Linked DNA regions of Mus musculus: region 1 is linked to region 2. Evidence: chromatin contacts called from public HiChIP or PLAC-seq data. All regions are on one chromosome and are shown on one strand. Each heading gives the region's core, a stretch centred on a gene start, on an enhancer-like site or on the middle of the called end of the contact. The rest is flanking DNA. Distances are from core to core; before and after follow the strand shown. Region 1 has its middle 47 kb from the start of Gm25460. Region 2 has its middle 10 kb from the start of Rgs21.

Region 1 (3,882 bases), core at 84-2,583, 760 kb after region 2:
CTGTAGGACAAGAAAGGCCTTGAAAGAAACAGTACAAGATGCCACAAAGCGTCAAAGACAAAACAAGCGAAATGAAAACAGTGAAACAACCCTAGAAAATTGGTTTGTGCTTTGAACACAGAGGCTTGTGATTTGTTTATTTAGTAATTTACCTTCATTTTAAACCTGTATGATTTCCTAGAAGGTCTTCAGTATATGAATAAACATGATTCACAGTTATCAAAGTACACTTTAGCCTGCCTGTACATTGTCCATACTTCCTTCTGGACAGAATGACTCAAATGCTTAGATCATTTTGCCCCAGTTCTTGAAATTTTTTGTGAAATATAATGTTTGGAACACATTGGAGTATATTCAAAACTGGAACACCCCATTTTGAAGTTTTTGTCATTCTAACTAGGGTGAGAAGAAATCTGGAAGTAGCTTTAATTTGCATTTCCCTCATGACTAATGAAGTTGAACTTCTAAAAAAAAATTATAGCCATTTGTGTTTCATTTTTTAGAATTCTCTGTTTCGTTCTACAACATTTCTAAACATACCATTTAACTGATTCCTGATCATTTTGTCATTATCCCCACAGAATATTCCATCTTTCAGTTCTGTCTTTCGAGGAAGAAACTAATTATAGTAAGATGGTAGCCAACATCTGGTAAAATGAGCCGGGCATTGGTGGCGCTCGCCTTTAATCCCAGCACTCGGGAGGCAGAGGCAGGCAGATTTCGGAGATCGAGGCCAGCCTGGTCTACAGAGTGAGTTCCAGGACAGTCAGGGCTACACAGAGAAACCCTGTCTCAGAAAAAAAAAAAAGGAAAAAAAAAAAAGGTACAGAAAGTAAGAAACTTGTAGATGCTCAGCTCTGAATGGAATACAAAACACAGTGCTCCTAAAGCCCAAGGATTGCACAGAGGAGCAGATGGACCATAAAAACAGAGGTGATAGGTATGTACCAGGAGACAAGGTCTTCTGGACACAGGAGGCCAGTTGCACATAAGAACTCAAGGTAGAACAAATGTCAGCATGGGATGTCAGCATGGGATGTGGGATGTGTTGACTCTCTGCCAGCAGGCCCAGGGGGAAGGAGAGAGTCTGGTCCAGCCAAGTCTCTCCAGGGCTGAGTGAGATGGTGAGTGTCATGGCCCAAAACAAACACATCAGGGGCCAGGAGTCTGTCAAAGAAGGAACTCAACTTTAATGGCTTCAGCCTCTAGCTTATATAAGTTAGGAACATAGGGAGGGGGATTTTTGGTGGGGTAAGATGCATAGGAGGCGGGGATGGGTGAAAAAGGGTATGGAGTGTCGGACAGGGCCAATCACAAAGCTCAGGGCAGAGGCAGGGCCAAACAGGCCTTGCTGAGTCACCCCAGTACAGAGTGACTGAGATAGGTCTCAAAACTCGAGCTAGGCTTATGCTCTCCCACAAGGCCACAGAAACTCGAGTCAGGATCAGATTTGTCCTCAAGGCCCAAACCAGGGCTAAAATGGGGCCCAACAGGGATGGAAGTTGGACATGGAATTTTCTCTAAGAGTATAGTCCTTGGTAGATTATACCCCAGTGCAAACAGCATGTTAACGAATATTTAATTGCCATATCTGGTCTTGATGAAGAGTGTGGAAAGGACACAAAGCTGGTAGAAGCAAATGATAAAGTATTGGAAGAGATACCCTACAGATGAATATAATTAAACCTAGTTGTACAATACTTTAAAAGAAAAAAAGAAAAAAATCTAGAAAATAAAAATATTCCCAATACCACCAATGTGTTTTACTTCCCTTTCTCACATTCAGTACATTTTTTAAGGCACTGTATTGAATTTTTGTTCATATTATTTTAATTATATCTTAATATATATTAATTTTTAATACCTTAATTTTCATGAAAATACAAATTAGTATTGATTTATTTGATGGTTCTATGATTTCATAACTTTTATTCAGTATTTTGAGTATAGACTTTTGTAGTATATCTGATGAGTTTTTTACTTTCCTCTGTTTCTGTTGTATATCTCCCTTTTCATTTCTGATTTTGTTCATTTGAGTGATGTCTCTGTGCCCTTTAGTTAGTTGGCTAGGGGTTTATCTACCTTGTTGATTTTCTTAAAGAACCAGATTTTGGATTTAATTGATTCTTTGCATTGTTCTCTTTTTTTCTATTTGGTTAATTTTGGTCCTGAGTTTGACTATTTCCTGCCATTCATACCTCTTTGGTGTGTTTGCTGCTTTTCGTTTTAGGGCTTTCAGATGTGCTGTTAAGTTGCTAGTGTAGACTCTCTCCAAATTCTTTTTTTTTTTTCCTAAGGGTTATTTATTTATTATATGTCAGCACACTGTAGCTGTCTTCAGGCACCACAGAAGATGGCAGAAGATCCCATTACGGATGGTTTCACTATGTCTCTCTTTAGTTTCTGTTTCAATGATCTGTCCATTGGTGAGAATGGGGTATTAAAGTGTCCCATTATTATTGAGTGGGTTTCAATGGCTGTTATCATATCTCCTGGTAGGTCTTCACAATGTGAGGTCTTCAGAGGGGCATATACACAGGTGATCTGTTGTCCTGGCTGCAGAGGATTTCCTGGGAGGCCTTCAGACAGTAGAGTCTAGTGCTCTGGGTGCAGGAGATCTGGAAGGGCTTCAGGCTTGTGAGGTCTGTTGCTCTAGGTGCAGCAGAATTTTCAGGAGGCCTGCAGTCTGCAGAGGAGCAGACAAGCTGATGATCTGCCCCTGTGGAAGGCAAAGTCTGTAAAGGTATCAAATCTGAGTGATAAGGGGGTGGGGATAGGACCCCATTCCCAGTCTGCTGTGCTTCTCCACATTTCCAGCTGCTAGGTTTGTTTGAGAAGGTTCCTAACCTGTTACCCTGCATGCAGCAGATTTCCTGAGAGCTCATCGGACTTCAAGAATTATCTTATCTAAACATGGTAATAGTAAGGAATAGAATAAATCCTCTATTTTAATCAGAAATATAAACAAATTCTTCTCTACTAAAGAAGAGAAAAATAAATTAGTGCTTCTTTTGGTTCCTTATTTTACTCTTTTGATACAAATTCATGAAGTGAATGATTAAGAAGTCATATTACCCATATTATAAATAAATCATGGTAAATTTTGTTAATACTAATTAATAAAGGGAAATTGCTTGAGGAAATATTCTGAAGTTTTGAAGTTTTTAGATTTATATGACACTTTTCCAAACCTGCCTGAAAGTAAACTCAAGTTACTTGAATTACCTCTCTCTTAGGTGGCATATAAAAAAAGCATCAAAATATCTTGTTAAATCAGATTTTGTAGGTTGTAGGGATAATCCTTATTGTCTTTCTATTTGTTTGGCCTCTTATTAACTTTTTTTTCTGTTGAGTTTCATAAAAGAAACAGAAACAATTAAAGTGGAATTCTCCCAGGTGCTTCTTGCTGATACAGCTAGTTTCCAAGATCTCTAAGTTAGAGCCTATTATAGAAATGTTTGTGTACACACTGATTACCTACTCTACTTCTCTTCTAGCCAACTCCCAATGAAGCTGCCAACAGAGAGCACACAGCCACCTGAGCTTTGTGCTTCTTAAACTACTCATAGCTAGCTAAATTCAGGGGAGAAATTGTCAACAATTCCTTCGTTCTTGTGGTATTTTTCATATTTCTATCATCAACTGTGTCCTAAACTAAGTGAATTAATTTAACAAGTAACAGTAATACTTTCTGGATTTCAATATTTTATATTATGTAGAAGGTACAAATTATATTGTGTTGTGTTCTTTAGGATATTTTAATGCCTGGCTTAAGAGTTCAGCTCTACTTGACACTTTTTACTCAGTTCAGCCAAGAAATAGTCTCAATGAGAAAACAACTGTTTACTAAATTGTCTCCCATTTGACAGGGTAAAAAAAAAA
Region 2 (4,121 bases), core at 153-2,652:
TGGCTCCATAAAGATGATACTCCACAATGGTCAGGGGAAAACCTGATACAGATGCTAAAAGGAGTGGTATATTTAGGAAATTACTCTTTCTCTGGAGACAGACAAAACCTTTTATAAAAGGTCCACATCATTTATCCTTTTCTTGTCTCTTTTACAACACTGAAAAAGAGTCAGGACCACTATTGTTTGGAACTAACATTTGGATGATGGCTGAATTTCTTCTCTTTTCCTTTATAGAAGCTATCTGAGAGAGGCTTTACATTGATTCTAGGTACTCTTAACAGTAACTTGAGGATTCTGCATTCTTGAGCAGAGATCATGAATGCCTTTCAAGCTTGCTCCCAATCTGGATTTTAAAAATACAGTATGGCTTTATACATTAAGAAAATGAATCTGAGTTTAGGGAAACCCTACAGCAGAGCAACTTTCCTTTCTATTTCATCAGAACACTAACCTCTCCTCTCCCCCTTGACCTGTTGTAAATTCTCAAAATGTATTTCCTGCTATTGCCCTCATTAGCTATCACTTGTTCGTGTATCTACTCCATGGGATAGGGTAAGGCCACTTCTGTCGACATGCAAGGGGTTACTTTAGGTTATGAAAGAACCTTAAACCATTATGTAGCTTTTGGGAAAGAGAAAAACTTTTATCTCTTTGACTAAGTGATTGCCAATTTGTTCTGTCTGTCAGACAAGTTTGAAGCAGAAGACTGGTGTCTACCACTTAGAATGAAGGGCTTCTCACTTTGATACATCTTACTGATAAGATTAGAAGGGAACTCAAATAATTCCAAGAATGCTACCTGGGTTACAGATAAAAATAGCCAGGGCCTGGAACAGCAGATTTGGATAAACTTGAATCAGTCCTGCACTGGGATCTAGTCTCGAGGGGGTTTGAGTCATCCAAGTTTTGCTTTTATTACATGCCCTCTACAGATGCTGACCTGAGAGACTCAAGGGTTAGGCTTCCCTCCATCAGTCTCTCCAACTGCTTGTGCTTTACAGATGTGGATGAATGCCATCTTCAGGATCCCCACAGCTTGTCTCTTGGAAAATTAGAGCAAATTAACCCCCTTGGAATTAGGAAAAAACATTTTTCCACCTGTGAATCTTTTCTGTAAAAAGAACAGAGAAGTCCAAGGGAATTCCTAATGTCCAGCTTTTATTTTACCTGTGATGTTATTCAGAGCTCACTAAAGTCTATAAGCAAGGTGGAGTTAGCCAACCATGTTACAGAATTTGAAAACAGAATCTCCCTTAAAAGCCCTTGCTCATAGAAATTCAATTTCACAGGAAACACTCCAACCTCCTAAAAGTTCAAAAGCCTAGATCTCTGAACATCCTCACCGCCATTGCTCAAAGAGAAATGATAGAACCTTGTTTTGTGCAAGAGGAAGCATACTTGTTACACTAGTCAGGCTGTCTGACTCCATCTTCAGACACAGAAACACAGGCTATGAGTGCAGGATTTCAAGCAGATCCCCACCCCAAAACTTGTCAGGAAGGGTTAGACACTTGTAGAGATTCATAGCCCTGTCACCTTGATCATGAATACAGATTGCCACACAATGCCCTTAATGCTTAAGGAAACCATAGGGCAACCTTTGAAAAATCAAATGGTCTGCTTCTTATTACACTCTAAAAGGAAAGAGAATGCTGTCTGTCTCCTGTCAGTCCCTATTCCCAATGCTAATTTCAGAAGATAAAACTCATTTGGACATATCTATCCAGGTGGTAAGGAGGACAGGTGTTTTGGGGAACCAGACAGTTGTCACAGGACTAAACAGCATGTTTCCTATTCACTGTAAGCTACTGAGTTCAGTTTAAAAGAAAAGCCAATGCCTTTTATGCACATGTCTCTTGTCCTGTGCTGTTTAAGCTAAGAAGCTGTCTCTAAATATAGGATTTGTTTCTTCCACATCTGACTAAAGCATGTTTGTCCAAAAATGTTCACCAAAGTTCCTGTCCTGGGTCAGGCTGATCTCCTGACTTTGTGACTAGAAACAGGAGAACAACTCAAGAATAAAGGCATTGTGTCCTTAAGGATAGCTAATGGCTGAACTATTTCCAGCACAAGTTATCACTCATCTCATGAGAGAGAAATGCCTATAGTAAAAATGACTAATGTTGTTCTCATCCAAGGAAAAGCCCTCCTGCCCAAGAGCTTCTCAACCAGTAACTGTAATATAATAGTTTTGACAGGGCTGACTTTGTTTATTCGAGGGAAGATTGTAAATATAGATTGAAAAGTGTTTTGCTATGCATCTGCTGATTTTCTTCATTTGCTACTAAAACTTACTTAAAATCAAAAGTCATGTTCATGCTAGATCATTCTATGGACTATACAAACTATGAAATAGATTAAAAATTAAATCAACAAAGTGCAATTTTCCTCAATAACTTTGATACAGATTTTAGGGGAGTCATGAGTTCATTTTTATTGGGTCCCACCAGAAATACTTGATAGGTTTCAAGGTGGGACTAGAGAGAGAGAAAATGAATTTTTGTTTCCCCAGAGTAAGCTTTGGCAAAAACATAAATTGCATTTGTGATTGGGATATTATAAAGAGGGAATACACAGTGAATTCCCCAAGAAACATAAAAATTCTACAACAAATTGTAAATGTACTTGCTAAATTCATACAAATGTTATTATGGCTTTTAAAAAATCTTATTTTAAAAAATAAAATATGTTACTTCAGAAAAAGATTTTGGGATATAAAAATGAGACTATTCTAATAAAGAAAGGCACAGATAAGGATTAAGATATCTGGATGCTTTTCCAGAATGGGGAAGAAATCTGGACAACTCATGCAGGTTATAAGTGTCTGAATAAGTCATTTAGAGTATGTGAAAAATTTGACCTAATTTAGGCATTAACTTAAAAATGTAAGCCTATAAGCTTCTCTCCCCCTTCATTCTCCTTTCTTCTTTTCTCCTCTGGTCATGTTCTCATGGCCCGCAAGCCCAAATACTCAGTCATACTTGAGTCTTCCTCTATCAGATTACATAGGCTATGACACAGCTGGTGGCAAAGGGGACAGAAAGGTGGATCCTGATCATCAGGATTGGCTTATCTGGTTGGTGCCACCATAGTCTTTCTTAGAGCTTCTTTACATCCTGTGTAGAAGTTGGACACATTGATAGCTCTTCAAATTGATGTATCCATGGGAAAATGTTGTTGAAGTACCTTACTCAGCTATTAGTGTACTCTGCCTTAAATTCCTGACTCTCAATATTCTGTAGTTATTCTGACTGCTATCATAAAATACAACTAAATAGGCAGATTCTTTGGGAAGAGCTATGTCTGAAAAGAATATGGAAAAGTTATCTCTCCTCACCTTTTCAATAACATTTAAAAAGGAAAAAAATATTTAATTCCACAAGTGCTTATAGAATGCTCATTTTCATATACTCATTACATAAATAATTATGAACAAACAAATCTCCAAGCCCTGTTAAACTGAAATTGTTACTGCAGTGAGCACCAGACACTGAACACAGATTCTCCCCGTACTTCTATCTAATAAAACTGAATATGCAGTTACAATGGGTAAGGAAACAACTGGTTATTCCAAAGAGAGGAAGAAAAAAACCTTTGTGATTTTCAGGAATCACAGCATCCTTGAAAATTGTGGCCAAAAGGCCAGTGTCACTTGGAAAAGAAGCCTGACAGAACAGAGCTTCACCTGTACAGTCCCTGCCCAGCATGGAGGATTCAAAGCAGAATAGCTTCAAGGGTGTAATGCAGAAAGAGAGGGTACTATTCAGATCCCATAATCCTCAAACTCAAATTTGGGTGAGCCTGTGATTCTTTTGTCAAGATGAGTCAGCAGTGAAGAATGATATCACTCCGTTACTCTGTGTGACTATGATGGCCAGGGCAAAGCACTATCTTGAGAGAGAAACTGTTGTTTTAAACTGAGTGAGCTATCTCAGATACCTGAAAGCAAGGACATACACAAGACAGTGTCTGTCTGAACTTAAGCTGACACAGCCATGCCAGGGTGATAGCTATATAGAGAACAGAAGGGAGAGAAGTTGACAAAATAAAAGATTCAGCTGGCTTAAGGCTTATTTTCAACAGTGAAATGCTTAGAAGGAAGGCTAATCGTTATTATT

Evidence for each region. HiChIP or PLAC-seq counts read pairs in DNA pulled down with a chosen protein or histone mark.
Region 1: a contact with region 2 is called in an H3K27ac HiChIP or PLAC-seq map of the NIH/3T3 cell line, with 4 times the contacts expected there. The contact joins two enhancer-like sites. A contact is called at or near these places in 2 of 484 Hi-C or Micro-C datasets (cortical neurons and uterus), 1 of 115 datasets of contacts at active chromatin or transcription factors (the NIH/3T3 cell line) and 1 of 9 other capture datasets (liver).

The regions. Positions count from the first base shown.
Region 1 is chr1:145,336,733-145,340,614 of GRCm38.p6, forward strand. No RefSeq gene overlaps it. Among named protein-coding and RNA genes, the nearest start is that of Gm25460, 47 kb to the left of the region's middle. Within about 2 kb of position 1,334, at least 4 of the 459 cell types and tissues checked have an H3K27ac peak or open chromatin away from gene starts, as enhancers often do. A contact at or near this core is called in the NIH/3T3 cell line, where this site is marked.
Region 2 is chr1:144,575,674-144,579,794 of GRCm38.p6, forward strand. No RefSeq gene overlaps it. Among named protein-coding and RNA genes, the nearest start is that of Rgs21, 10 kb to the left of the region's middle. Within about 2 kb of position 1,403, at least 7 of the 459 cell types and tissues checked have an H3K27ac peak or open chromatin away from gene starts, as enhancers often do. A contact at or near this core is called in the NIH/3T3 cell line, where this site is marked.